2 separate regions of the Gossypium hirsutum genome follow, and region 2 is linked to region 1. Evidence: chromatin contacts called from public Hi-C data. All regions are on one chromosome and are shown on one strand. Each heading gives the region's core, a stretch centred on a gene start, on an enhancer-like site or on the middle of the called end of the contact. The rest is flanking DNA. Distances are from core to core; before and after follow the strand shown. Region 1 holds the start of LOC121202944 (FT-interacting protein 3). Region 2 has its middle 4.0 kb from the start of LOC107939469.

What was found. Hi-C and Micro-C count contacts between places; a contact is called where the count stands out from the background.
Region 2: a contact with region 1 is called in a Hi-C map of leaf, with 3 times the contacts expected there. The contact joins the enhancer-like site here to the promoter of LOC121202944 in region 1. A contact is called at or near these places in 2 of 34 Hi-C or Micro-C datasets (both in leaf).

The regions. Positions count from the first base shown.
Region 1 is chrA13:109,889,170-109,895,579 of Gossypium_hirsutum_v2.1, reverse strand. It overlaps LOC121202944 (FT-interacting protein 3), which reads right to left and starts at 3,581. Exons shown (of 3, transcript XM_041085850.1): 1 at 3,364-3,581; 2 at 2,945-2,969; 3 at 251-2,867. The coding sequence starts at 2,814. The coding sequence ends at 499.
Region 2 is chrA13:110,096,415-110,103,746 of Gossypium_hirsutum_v2.1, reverse strand. No RefSeq gene overlaps it. Among protein-coding and RNA genes, the nearest start is that of LOC107939469, 4.0 kb to the left of the region's middle. Within about 2 kb of position 4,961, at least 3 of the 9 cell types and tissues checked have an H3K27ac peak or open chromatin away from gene starts, as enhancers often do. A contact at or near this core is called in leaf, where this site is marked.

The DNA.
Region 1 (6,410 bases), core at 2,332-4,831:
AATGAACAAATTAATTTTTTTGTTAAAGATTATATATGTTTCTACCGTTAAAAATTAATCCTCAAATGAAGATTGACATGATATTTTTACCTATATTTGAAAGACCATAAGTCAAATTTATTAAACTCATTAAGATTTCTCAATTTATATGTCTAGATAGAAAAATTGATTAAATTGAGAAGTGAGCCCAATCAACGCACTTTATTTAAAAGTTATCAAACTCCTCATTACTCGGTTTAGGGTTCACATGTGAAATAAAAAAGAGAGATGGAATTATGGTAAAAACTGAAAATAGAAAATTGACAACATAGTGCTAACAGATTGTCTGAAGAAAAGAAAAACATAAAAATAAAGGGCTACAGTTAGCATGAAATTTACTAAACAAGTCGAGAATTACACACATTACATAATTTATAACAAAAACCATGATTTTCCCACCAACTCCAGAGCTCCGATTGCCGCGAACATCGGAAAACATATAATGGCTGCTTCGGGTGCTCATAACATGCTGTCTGATCTTGCAGGCAACCTCCTAAAGAAGTTAAGAGGTGTCGATGGAAGCTTGTGACGGAACCTCGGGTGTCGTAAAACGTAAATTCCTGCAAGAAGAGCAACGACTTGGAATGGTGTAACGTAAAGAACCAAGGCAGCGATCAAACAGAACGTCACGAATAATGTGGTTGCTCTTGGGTCTCTCCAGCTTAGCAAGGACTGAAATCGTTCCCCTTGAGTTGCGAGGTCACCGATCACAGTTTGAACTCTCCCAGCTATACTTCTTAAACGATCGTACCTCATCCGAACAATATCGGAAGGTCGAGAAGTCGGAAAAGTATCGAACTCTTCGTCTAGTTCATCAGGATGAGCTGCATCAGCATGTGAAAGCCGAGTATCCATATGAGGAGGGTGTCGTGGTCTCCACCGATAATTCCATATTCCAATTAAGAAAAGGTAAAGAAAGATCGTTGGAAGTATCAGCTCGGGATAAAGGACTAAGATGATAAAAAGGATATGGATTAAAATCGTCGTAAGAGGGTTTCTCCAGTTACAGATTTGATCGAACCATTTTCCGACAGCAATTAATCCACTTAAAACACCCATGATTCGGAAAAAATTCGCTTTGCTTCTCCTCATACTCCACATATGCGAATCGACATCGAGCATGTACTCGACAACTTCTTTCCTCAATGGTGGCTCGGCTCGACTGAGTCTCGTCGAAACAATCTGCATAGCTTGATGCCTTAAAACATCGAGTTGAATCACCGATAATGGATGAATGTAATGCATCTTTGGTAATAACGGATGCGAGTACATATGCAACATGTTAATCAAACTCGAACAAGTGAATCTCAACGCCAATTGGATTTCGCCCGTTTTTTTCACGCCTGATGGATGCAGCACAAGTAAAGGATACGAGTGTGTATACACCCTATCGGCTTCAAGCGTAGAAAGCCGAATTCGTACCTTCCCGATTCTCGCGTCTCTAGCCCCTCCGGCTCCGCCATGTACATGTCCGTTATCAAAAACACCCACTGTGATAACAGTACAAGTATCGAAAACCTCCCAAGTGTATTGCTCGTTCCACCTTGGCATAAAGTTATCGACAATCGTCCTCGTCCGGATCCATTTCTGCCCATACTTAGCTACACAATAAGCATCCGTAGTTCCTCGTCCATCTTTTGTTTTCATCGGCATAAGTCCATGAGCACTTAGAATACCAAGTTCCAAAATCCCGATACTCGGTCTCCATAACTGTTTAGCTGTCGGCCTAAGATCACTACTATAATGAGTTGATTCATCCAAAACATGATATCCACCTTCTAAACAAATCCTCAAATGAATCCTACTAGCAAATTTAATCTCTTTTTTCTCTCCATCGACAATCACATGTTTCTCGAGATTAAGCCATCGACTATTCACCGGTCTATGGTCCAACCTTCGCTGCACGATATGTAAAGGAATCACACATTTCCCCAACGTTTCGTCTTTGTTCCCCCCGACCCTATCTTCAACACTTAGCACCAACGGCTCTTCAAACGGCTCGGCAACCACAAACATCAAGTCCTCATTCCACATCGGATTAATAGTTTTACTTTGAGATATCCGAGTCCTCAAAGCTTGATTTCCGAGCATTGCTTTCACGAAAACCTCGGGGAACCGGCTTTTGTCATTAGGTACCAAATCTTGAGCTTCGATCACATTCACTCTCACATACCAAAGCTTAGGCGAAAGATAAACTTTCGACCGGATACTCGCAACAGCATCTGGACCAACTGATGCAGCATCCGAGTGCCAAGCCTCAGGAAATGCTTCGTCGGCTTGTGTCCCCATCCAAACAGCAAGCATTAACTCTCCTTTAGCTTTATCCCCCTTCCGGTCCTCCAACCGATACCATTGCGGTGCCAACGGACTATCTGGTGGAATTCTTTTCGGAATCTCATTAAGATCGAACAATGCCCTTCCGATTAAATCATCGGCCACCACATCTTTATCTTTCACATATACTTCTAAAACCGAAGCTTGAATCCGTTCTTTCGAGAACGCAAACACTTGATTCCATTCGGGATTGTTCTTCTTTTCGAAATGCTTAGTAACTCCTTTATAGTTCCCTAGCTTAACTTCGACATAAGGATCACATCCACCAGTTACATCTTTCCCCGGTAAATCTTTCGCCTTTACCACGCGAACGTAAAGGTATTGCATTTGCTCCACCAGATCATACGTGCTCGATAGCTTATCGCCCGTCACCGCTCCGGCACCGATCTTCGGTGAAGTCTCCTTCAAAGCGAAATCTATAGACTGTGGTGGCTTCTGCATCTTGATAATCAAAAACAGTACTAAACAACACGCAAGACAGATTCAGCAATTTCCTGCTACAAATAATACAACTATATTAGCTAAAAATAATAATTTTTTTTAAAAAAAAATGGGTTTTAAAGATTATTACTTGTGAGAAAGCTTTGAACTTGAACCTGCAAAAATCAAAGAGCAATCAACAATGGTCTAACTTTCAATGAGCTGTCATTAATTATTATTAGTAAAAAGAGCATTTAATGTCATTTTTAAAAAAAAAAAGGCAAAAACTTGAAGATTCCTTAAACAAAAAGTAAGTTTTTTTTTCTCAGCTACCAAAAAAACAACATTAAAAACAGCAAAAAAAAAAGAGCCAATGATTCAATAAATGTAAGAAAAAACAGATCTAAAACAAGAAAATAGCTAACCTAAACAAAGAAAATTGAAAAAAAAGGTATAATATTTAAGCATGCATTATTGATATTATTACACTCAAAAGCTTAGACCAACCCCACAAATAAAATCTTACCATTTATTTTTTTGTAAGAAAAATGAGGAAAATAAAAATTGTACCTTTGTAGGAATGTAAGAAAAAGAACGAAACTTTGATGAAGAATGGAAAAGAAAATATAAATATTTTTGAAGTAAAAGGGAGTGTGAAGATTAGGAATGGGGACATGTGAGTTGTGACACTGAAAGATCTGTTTTTTAAAAACAGCTAAAGAAGAAAGACTGAATCTACCACTGGGTACCAACCAAACCGACCTTTTTTTTTTTTTGAACTTTTCAATGTTTATTTATTTATTTATACTTTTTATTTTAACATGAATGATAGTTGTATAATTTGTTTTTTTTTGTTGTTGTTGAAATTTAAAATTTAAATTAAAAGTAAAATCAATATCAAATTTTGTTGTCATAACTTTTAAGTTGATTAAATTTAATTCATCTGTTTTTTCTTACATTTATTGAATCATTCTCTCAAAACTAAAACCTTAAACCTCGAACTTTGAACTCAGATCAGGTTTGAGATTCATATTTCTCAAAAATATTTTTTGACAGTAATGTTAAACACTCAAATTTTTAATCAAAAATTTCAAAAGTATTTCTCAAAAATACTTTCCCACAACACTTTTCAAAAGTATTGCTAAACTAGTCTAAGTAATTTTTTATGATATTAATACATATTTTTGGTATTTTTTTACCCTAAACCTCAAACTCTAAATTCAAAACCTCAAACTTAAACCTGAACTTTAAACCCAAATCAGATTCGAGGTAAAAAAATTTACTAAAATTATGTATTAATGACATGAAAAAAATTACTAAAATATTATTAAATAATTGAAAATGTACTATAGATAATGCAGTGAGGAGGGTTTATAAAATGATTTTTCTTAATTCATTTATTATTTAAAATTTAAAAATTTCAATTCTTATTTAATTAAAATTAATTGCTTAAATTATGTTATTAACCCTAAACTTGTGTAAATTTATAAATTAAGTGTTTCTTATATTGTTTTTTTATTTTTTTGGTATAATTACCGTTTAAAATTAATTTTGTATGGATCGAAGTGATATTAAGGAAAAATCATTCTAATAAAGAGAACTCTAAAAATCGAATTTGGTTCAAATGTCAAGAAAAAAATATTTCACTTCTTCCAACCCATTATTAGTTATTTCTTCGATTTATATATTATTAATATTTTTACTTTTTAAAATTTTATTTTTAACACAAATCAATAATCATTAAAAATTTACGAACTGAATTTTTTGTAAATAACGTGCAAAAATAATAAATTAAAATTGTAATTTAAAAAATAGCATAACGTAATGAATTTATCTATTATTTGATTCGGGTTAAAATTGCAAAATTTAAGAAAATTAGATATTAAAAACAACTTAAATTTAAAAACATGAATTAAACTTAATAATTTATATTAAGTATAAAAATTAAAAAAAGCGAAAATGACACGTGGGAATGGTGGGGTTGGTTAGGAGCACATGCGTGGGGAAGAGGTGTTTTGTTTGTTTGTTGGAATGTGGGGTTGTCCTTCTGACTCCATGTTTGGTGTTTGCCTAATTTCATTTTCTCTTGGGTGACGATAAAACCCCCTTTTTCTTAATAAATAAAAAAATTTATTGATTTTCTCGCGATATCAACGAGTTACAATGTATGGTCCTCTCCGATATTAATCTAAATATACGTTACACATTTTCTTTTACAAGCAATCGGTTATATAGTTATCGAATAAATTTGTCCATAAGTCGAGTCGGAATATTTGGAAAGTGAGAAAGTTTAAATAAAAATATAAGTTTAAATAATAGATTTAAATAAAAAATTAAGATTTATTTTTTAAATGGGTTGAGCTTCGAGTAAGATCTGAGCTCGACTTGGCCCAAATTTGAAAAAAAGAAAAGAAACTATTGCTTTTTTATTTCTTTTTCATTGTTTTCGTATCGTGTTAATGTTATATTACTACTATTTTATTATTATTGTTTAGATATTATATAATTCTTATTTTATTATTAATTTTGTTATTATTTTAGATATATTTACTCGTTAAATTACAGTTATTTTTTAATTTTTTTCTATTTGTTCGAAAACATTTATTTGAACTTTTTTAGTGTATTTTATGTACTATATTTTTAAAATTTTATTTTTATATAAAAATAGTATAATTTTTTTTTAATATGGGCAGCCCAGGCTAAGGTTTTAGCATTTTTATTCTGGCCGAGCTTGGGTAAAATTTTAGGTTCATTTTTCGGGTTAGGCCCGAGCCTAGAAAATAAGTCTAAAATTTTTACTTGGCTTGGTCCATAGACAATTCTATTATTGGAGAAGGGGATTGGTTTGTAAATAGAAAAAATTTGAGGGGGACTTTTATTTTTTATTCAAAAAATAGGTAAATTAATCTTTATATGTTAGATCGAAGAGAAATTTAATCATTTTTACTAAAATTTTTATCTATTTTTACTGTTAAAAGTTGATGTGATTAATGGAATAATTAAACAATTACACATGATGTGTTACGTATACTTTATGCTAATGTATAAAGAGTAATTGTTTATCAATAGAAATTAAAAGAATTTTTAACAAAAGAACTCGTTTACTTTTTAATCTAATATATAAAAATTAATTTACTTATCTTTTAAATAAAAAAAATAAAATGGTCTCCATAACACTTTTATTATTTATAAACATAAGCCAATTTTTTTTAGTTATTAGTTACTTTTCTTTTACTAAAATCAAAACAAATATTTAAAATATATAATAAATTTACTTGTTATTTTATTAATGAAATACATCAATTCAAGAAAAAATATTATACAATTGTAAAATAAATGTGAAAAAAATTTATCTCAATTTTTAAAGTTTTGGAACAAAATTGAATGTACGATTAAAGATTAAAATACATATGGTAATTTTTTTCTCTTCTCGTTTTTATTTTCTCCATTCAAACTCATCTCGAATTTCTTTCTCCAACAACAACAATTGTTTTACGGAGTTTCACTTAAAAAAATATTTAACCATTTACTAATGTTTTTAACATTTTATTAATGTTTCCAAAGATTTCCTATTGAGAATTCATCTTTTTCGGTAGTGGAACCAGGGGCTGACAGGA
Region 2 (7,332 bases), core at 3,712-6,211, 210 kb before region 1:
CTATTTATTTTGTTTTTTTAATTTAGTTCTCGTATTTTACAAAAAAAAAAAAATCCAATTAGATAATATTATTAAACATTATCGTTAAACCGTTAACTTAAAAATAATTAATTCAAATTACTTATATTCATGTAATTAAAAACTCAATAATTTAATAATTTATATGCAACAAATTAACAAAAACCAATAGTTTAAATAAATTTGTTTACAAACAATTGGACTAACTTTTCGATTTTCATAAACTGATCAAAATCTGAAAATTTAAAAGTAGAAAACAAAGTAGAGAGATGAAAATCATAATTATACCTTTGAAATATTTATTTTCAATCTTGAATCCGTCGTCTTTTTTTCGTTAATTTTATCAAATGATTTGATATATTTTTTATAGCTCGACAAATGATGTATTTTTTCCCTTTTTTTTTTTATAAATTTACAATCAATTTGTCCGACCGTAAATAAAATGTCAAGTTATGTACATCATATCATCACATCTTTACGAATAATAAACAATCAAATTATTTGATGAAAATTAACGAAAAACTTAGTCTTGAGATTGAAAATGCGTATTTAAAAAAAATAAAGGATTAAAAATATCGAATTATAGTAGATAGATTAAATGCAGTAAAAATGTATAATACATAGACTTTATTTATAAATCTGGATCTTTTTTCGGTAAAAGTAACATAAAACTTTTGTACTAAGAGTTAAATTGTATTTTACATCTTTTAGTAAAAAAATGGGTAGATTAATCATTTCTATTAAAAAAATTATCCACTCCTACTGTTAAAAACTAGCGCGAGTGACGAATGTTGATGTACAATGACCATTTTCTAATAGTAGAAATAGAATATATTTTTAATAAACTGATCAATTTACTTTTTGATCTAATATACAGAGACTAATGTTTACCATTTTTATCAAAATAAAAAAAGTAAAATGCAATATAATTCTTAATAGAAAGGCCTTCATAATATTTTTACCATTTTTTCTAATGTTAATAGAATTTTGACTTTTTGTCTGGGTTTTTTTGGCTAAAAGAAGATTGCCCATTAAAGTTGATGATAATTACGGTTTGGGGAATGATGACGTGGACGTTGTGCTTTTTTATAAAAAAATAACAATAAAAAATGGTCGGTCGGCTTAAGTTTTGAAAGGCGGAATTTGATTGGCTTTGACTGATTTGATTAAGACATTTTCAGCATGTTTTTGGTTTAGCTCTCTTTTATTAGTGGAGACGTGAATCACTCGTATTTATTAAAGTAAATTTAATCATAATTAATATTTGGTCAAAATTTGTCATAAGTCCTTCTACTTTTCCTAAATTTAAAATTTAATCTTTATACTTTTATTTTAAGAATTTAGTTTCTTTACTTTTTCATATTTTAAAAATCAGGTGCAATTATTAACGCTGCTAAATTTGGTGATATGATATTTCGAAATAAAAAAAAAAACTTACTTTATAGTAATGTAACTAAAAAAATATGGCGTTGTAATAAACCTGAATTTAACAAAATAAATTTAAAAATAAAATGTACAATGGCTAAATTATAAATTACGAAGAGTACAAAAACTTATGGCATATTTTAACCTTTGTGTTTTATAGTTTTTAAAGTATTTTCTTTATTTTTCTTAAATATGTGATTTAAATATAAATATAATATTATTAATAGGATTCTTACCTTTCATTAATCGTATAACCAAGTTTAATTGTGCCGACACAGGAGTTGGTAGGAGTTCGGCCCTCTGAAATGAAAAATTTTAGTTTTGATCTTTTAAAATTTATAAAATATTAAATTAGTACATGATAAATTTACATTTTTTTCAAAAGATAAAATTATAAAGGTATAAACTATTAAAATGGTGAAATTACATTTTAGCTTTCATAAAAATATATAACTAAAATTCGACCCTCCAAGAATTTTTTTTTGCTTCACCCCTATGAGTGTAATATCAATGTCGCTTGTTTACTTGATGCATTAGTTGATAATGTGAGATTTGCGATAATTTTACGTTCATTCTTAATGATTTTGGTCTATTTTTCACTAAAATAAATAAATATCGATGCTAGGTTGAAGTCACGAATTTTGTGACGGGGGATCGATATAAAATTAAAAAAACTCATGAGGCAAAAGTTAACAATTTTTTATTAAAAAAATTGAATTGAAATTTAAAAATTTGATAAGGGCTTAAATTGTAATTTTCTTAATTATAATAACTAAATCTCAATTTCATTGTTGTATTTATTTTAGTGGAAATTGCATTAGAGAATGTTCAACTACGCACTAATTATGAAAGTAATTAGTGGTTTTTTTAAAAATTTATTTCATTCCTATTATTTAATTTCTCTTTATTTATTAAAATGAAACTAAAAGAAATATATATATATTTCAACAAAAATTACAAAATTATTTTTTTAATTTCATGTCCACACCTTCATTCAACAAACCCTAAAAATCTATTTTACTATTTTATTTATATTTATGTTAAATTATGGTTTTGACTCTTCTATTATGCTGAGATTCGAGATTTGGTCCTTACAGTTTAATTTGATATAATTTTATAATACTGTTAATTATCTCGGTTAAAATTATTATGTGAATTAAAAAAAAACTCATTCAACTCGTCGTATTGATGCTACTTTTTTTTTAATCTTGGGACAATTATTCTTTAAAATCAAATTAATATTTTGTTTGGATAATTTTGTTATAGATTCTGATCATATCTGTTCTTTTTGGCATAATATTTAAAACTACTCATAGCCCTTCCCAACCCATAAATAGTAGGATAATATCTTTAAACACATTCGAATCCACATCCTCCTACATTGACAACAATGCTGATACCAATCGAGTTAAGATTCAATCAGCTATAATATTAATAAATTGAATTAACAGATGAAATTATAAAAATATATATGTGAACTAAAATCCCTTACCAACAATAAAGAAATTAAAATACTAATTGAATGGATTTTGTAGAAATGATAAAAATTAAACATTTAAGTACTTAATTGGTACTAAAATGTGAACCAATCAAACAAGTGAGTGCTCTCATAAATTCAATTTTCTAATCCAATATTTTAATCATAATACTAAGACTTGTGAGTGTCAATTTGATTGAATTGACTATAATTTCGTGGCGTAAAGAAAAGGGATTGCTTTCATTTTGACTTAGTCAATCTATATCTCTCCCTGTATCCAATAACCACAAATAAATTAAATACATGTTTAAAATAACTAAAATGTAGAATCCAATCCGTATATATATATATAAAAAGTAGTCGATTGAGTCTTAATTCGATCGGTATCGATATTATTGTTAGTGCAGAAGAATGTGGGGTCGAGTGTGCTGAAGTACATTGTCATCCTATTTAAGGGTTGAGAAAGAGTTATGGGTAGTTCTAAGCATTGTATAAAAAATAACAGATCATATGTGAATAGTACAACTTGAATTTAGATATTCAAGGACTGAGGACTTCTATTTTTAACCAACAATGTTATGTCTCGTTGGCCAATTAATTTATATATTTTCGTCTTTATTGTTAGGTTAAACTATGGGATTTGTGGTTATCTAAGTATGAAAAGTAACAAAACGGTCACCTAGCTATTCAATTTTACCTTTTTAGGCCACCAAATGGCTAACGTAAAAATAGAAACACCCAAAAATCCAATATAGTTAGGTGACAAAAAAAAAAGACAAATTTGAATAATTAGGTGACCATTTTGTAACTTTTCATAATTGGGGGACCAAAAAAGAAATTTAATAACAGTTGAAGGACCATTTTGTACTGTTTCATAATTGAATTTATTTGAAGTAATTATGGATATTAATCTTCGGATATTCATTATTCAGATCTAATTCAAGATAATAAATTAAGATTTTCAAGTCTACTATTGAAATCGATTTATTTTTTCTAAATTAAAAAACATTTTGACTTTATTAAGATTACATGCTTTGTTAGAATGGCACTGTAAATTAGTGTTCCAATTTCAATGGACAACCTGTCTCATTGACAAACATGTTGAAATTCAACGGTGCTATAAAGCAATTTGTCGGAAACATAAACTACATTATGCCTAAAATATTGTTAGTTATGAACCAACCCACCAAACATTGATTATAAAACTAAACACTTTATGGTGAATTCAATTCAAAGATTAAAATTTTCTTTTAGAAGTTTAAAAATAAAACGGTATAATAATAAATATAGTCCTTAATGTTTATTTTATTTTATCATTTTGATCCTTAACCTTTAAAATTTAGTCAATTTTTTTTAATGAAAAACTTGATTGGATCATTAAAATTTAAATGACACTAATGTGACAACTCGTGTGACAGCCCACACGTGCTTTATAAAAAGTAAAAAAAAAAATCTAGATTTATTCTAGTATATGTTTGAATATATTTCGATTTCTAATCTATTGTGCATTGTATTGAGTTGATTCTAGTTATAATTGATCGAACATGTATTATTTATGATCTGTACTGTATAAACACAATGAGATTTAAATCAGAATGAAATCTAAAGAGAACTCATACATGATTTACTTAATGTGAGACTCGAAAAATTATAACGTTTATAAAATATCGACTTAGATCTTAAAATTTTAAAACCTCAACCAATAAAAATATCATGGAAGCCCATGTATTAAGAGTTTAATTATATTTTAACCCCTCTATGTTATATTAAAAAACAAATTAAGCCAAATCTTTCATAGGAAAATATTACACAAGCACTTTATACATTAAAAATTGTCCCAAAAAAGGGCAAGGGCATTTAAGTAAAATGAGAAAGGAAAGTAAAATTCCCAAATGCCATCAACCAAGACAAAAAACACCCAAAATCATTCAAAAGCCTGACAAAATCCCACATAAAATCTAGGAGGACCCAGTTGCCATAAATTACAAAGAGAAGGGCAAAACAGTAAACAATAAAGGGGAAAAAGGAGGACCCTTTAAAAGGGAAAGGGTAGCCCCAAAAACAGAATAAATTTTTTAAAATAAAACGGCGACGGTAGCTGCGTATTTGTTCCGTACAAAAAATGCCAGCTGTCTCCCGCTAATTCCAGCTGTGTTTCAACAACAACCAAAAAAAAAGCTGTAAAACTGTACCATCCAATTTGTGTTTTTAACCTTTTGTTATTTAATTTTACATTTGCTGTCATTTATTGTTATTTTTATTTTATTTTCACAGTATACAGTTAATTAAAGGCTGTCAACCAATGAGAAATATTTCTGTGTTTTTCAAAAAAAATAAAAATAAAAATATTGTGTTTATGATTTCAATAAAACAATAATTTATTAGGCTATCATGTTACTGAATTTTAAAAATTACTAAAATAAATGTAATAAAAACATTCATTTTAAACATGTTTTTTTCTCTTAACAATTTTGTTATAATGGTGAGATTATATACTGCGGAATGAGATAAAAATAAAGTTAGACGCACTACATTACTCATAGTCTCTTGTAATTCATAAATAAGAGAATAGTGTATTTTAGTACACTTGAACCCACACTCTTTTAAATTAACTCATATCAATCGAGTTAAGACTCAATAGAATAGTTTTAAACATGTTATAAGTAAGATGTGAAAAATATATATTAATATACTGTAAATGTTGCCTTTCAACAAAGCAACAATTTTTTATTCTTTTAATGAAAAAAGCAACATGTTTGTGGAGTTTTGGAAACCAATTTTTATATTGTTCTTTTTTCATAACAAGAAAATAAATAAAATACTTTTTAATGTAAAAAATTAATTTATAAATTTGGACTAATTAATTTGATTTTAATTAAATAAATTATAAAAATTTTATAAAATTTAATCATTTAAAAATAAAAAAAATAGAAAACGAGTTTTTTATGTTAATTATGGTATTTAAAAAATTATTCTTAATCCTATAAACTCTACTGAATAATTATTTTTATTTTACATTATATTTTTTATTATGATTTTATATTCATATAAAATTTAATAAATTAATCATTTTTGTATGTTAATTATTGCATTTATTTGTTTTTTTTTTTTGAACTTTTCAAAGAAAAAAAACATTAATTGAAGTTTATCGTACTACGGCGATACATCATGCATATACAGCTTCCACTTACCAGACTCCAATATATCGCGCGATATTATGAAATACTGTTAGGAGACTGAGAAATTGATCTGGACCTTAGATTTAATGTCAGGTTCGATTGATTGATCTTGACCGTACAATTCGTTTTTGATGTTTTAAAGTAAGTTGACTTGACTAGACAAGAGAAAAGGTCGTCGTTTTAAAAAAAAAATAATTAATTTTACACACGTGCGTTAAACTTTTTTTTCATTTAAAAAAATAAAATTATGGACCATTTTCCATTGCATCAGTGTTACAAGACCAATTTTTTTATGTGTTGGGACAGGAGGTTAAATATTGTTTAACTGGCAAATTCATCATGGTAGTTGGTATTTATTATATGCCTCCGTTGCGTGGACACATGTCAATATTAAGAGTAGTGTTGAACTCTCTGTTGATTTCGTTTAAAATAGTATTTTACTTAATTACCCGATTTGATTAATGAAGTATTAATCTTTTACGCTCTTGATCATTTACTCTTGACATCTTTTGATAAGATCATTCACTCGTCGCAAAATTAGTCAGGCACCCACTTTTTAAGTGTGAACACGCTTTTAAGGTCACGAGGGGCCTACTCGAACACAACATCATTGTATAGATTGAATGAATAACAGAATGGGCCTCGTGGTGCATGTCATTCATGCAATAAATAAGGATAACTTTCTTCATAATAAATTGTCACTTAACACTAATAAACAAGATGATCTCTCCTATAAATATTTTGATTAGCGCATGAAGACTAGATTGATTTTTTGGCACTCTAAAGCTACTCTAAGCAATTATCTTCTCAATCGACCTGCCTCCTTGTCCTTGTTTTAGCTTTTGGTCTCTTTAGGTGAATCGACCTCCACAACACCACCTTGATTTGCTCATTGTTCCTTCTTGTCCTCCTTTTTTATTGTACACTGTATCAACAATTTGTGTAGTGAACATGGATAAAAAATTATCTCAAATTTAGAATGGCACTATCCACGACCTCCTTAACAAAAACAACTGAAAAATGTATCTTTTTTATGAACTGGCATAGATGGTTAAATATTGCTTAACTCGCCTATTGATCATGTTAGTTGGTATTGAAATAATATTGGTCTATATGTAATGTATCAGCTTTCAATTATTTTGGCTAAAATTTCAATGTGTTTTGATCATGGTTGTCAAAACTAGATCAAATCGATTGGTTAAATTAAGAATTAATGGTCTATGGGATGGCAGT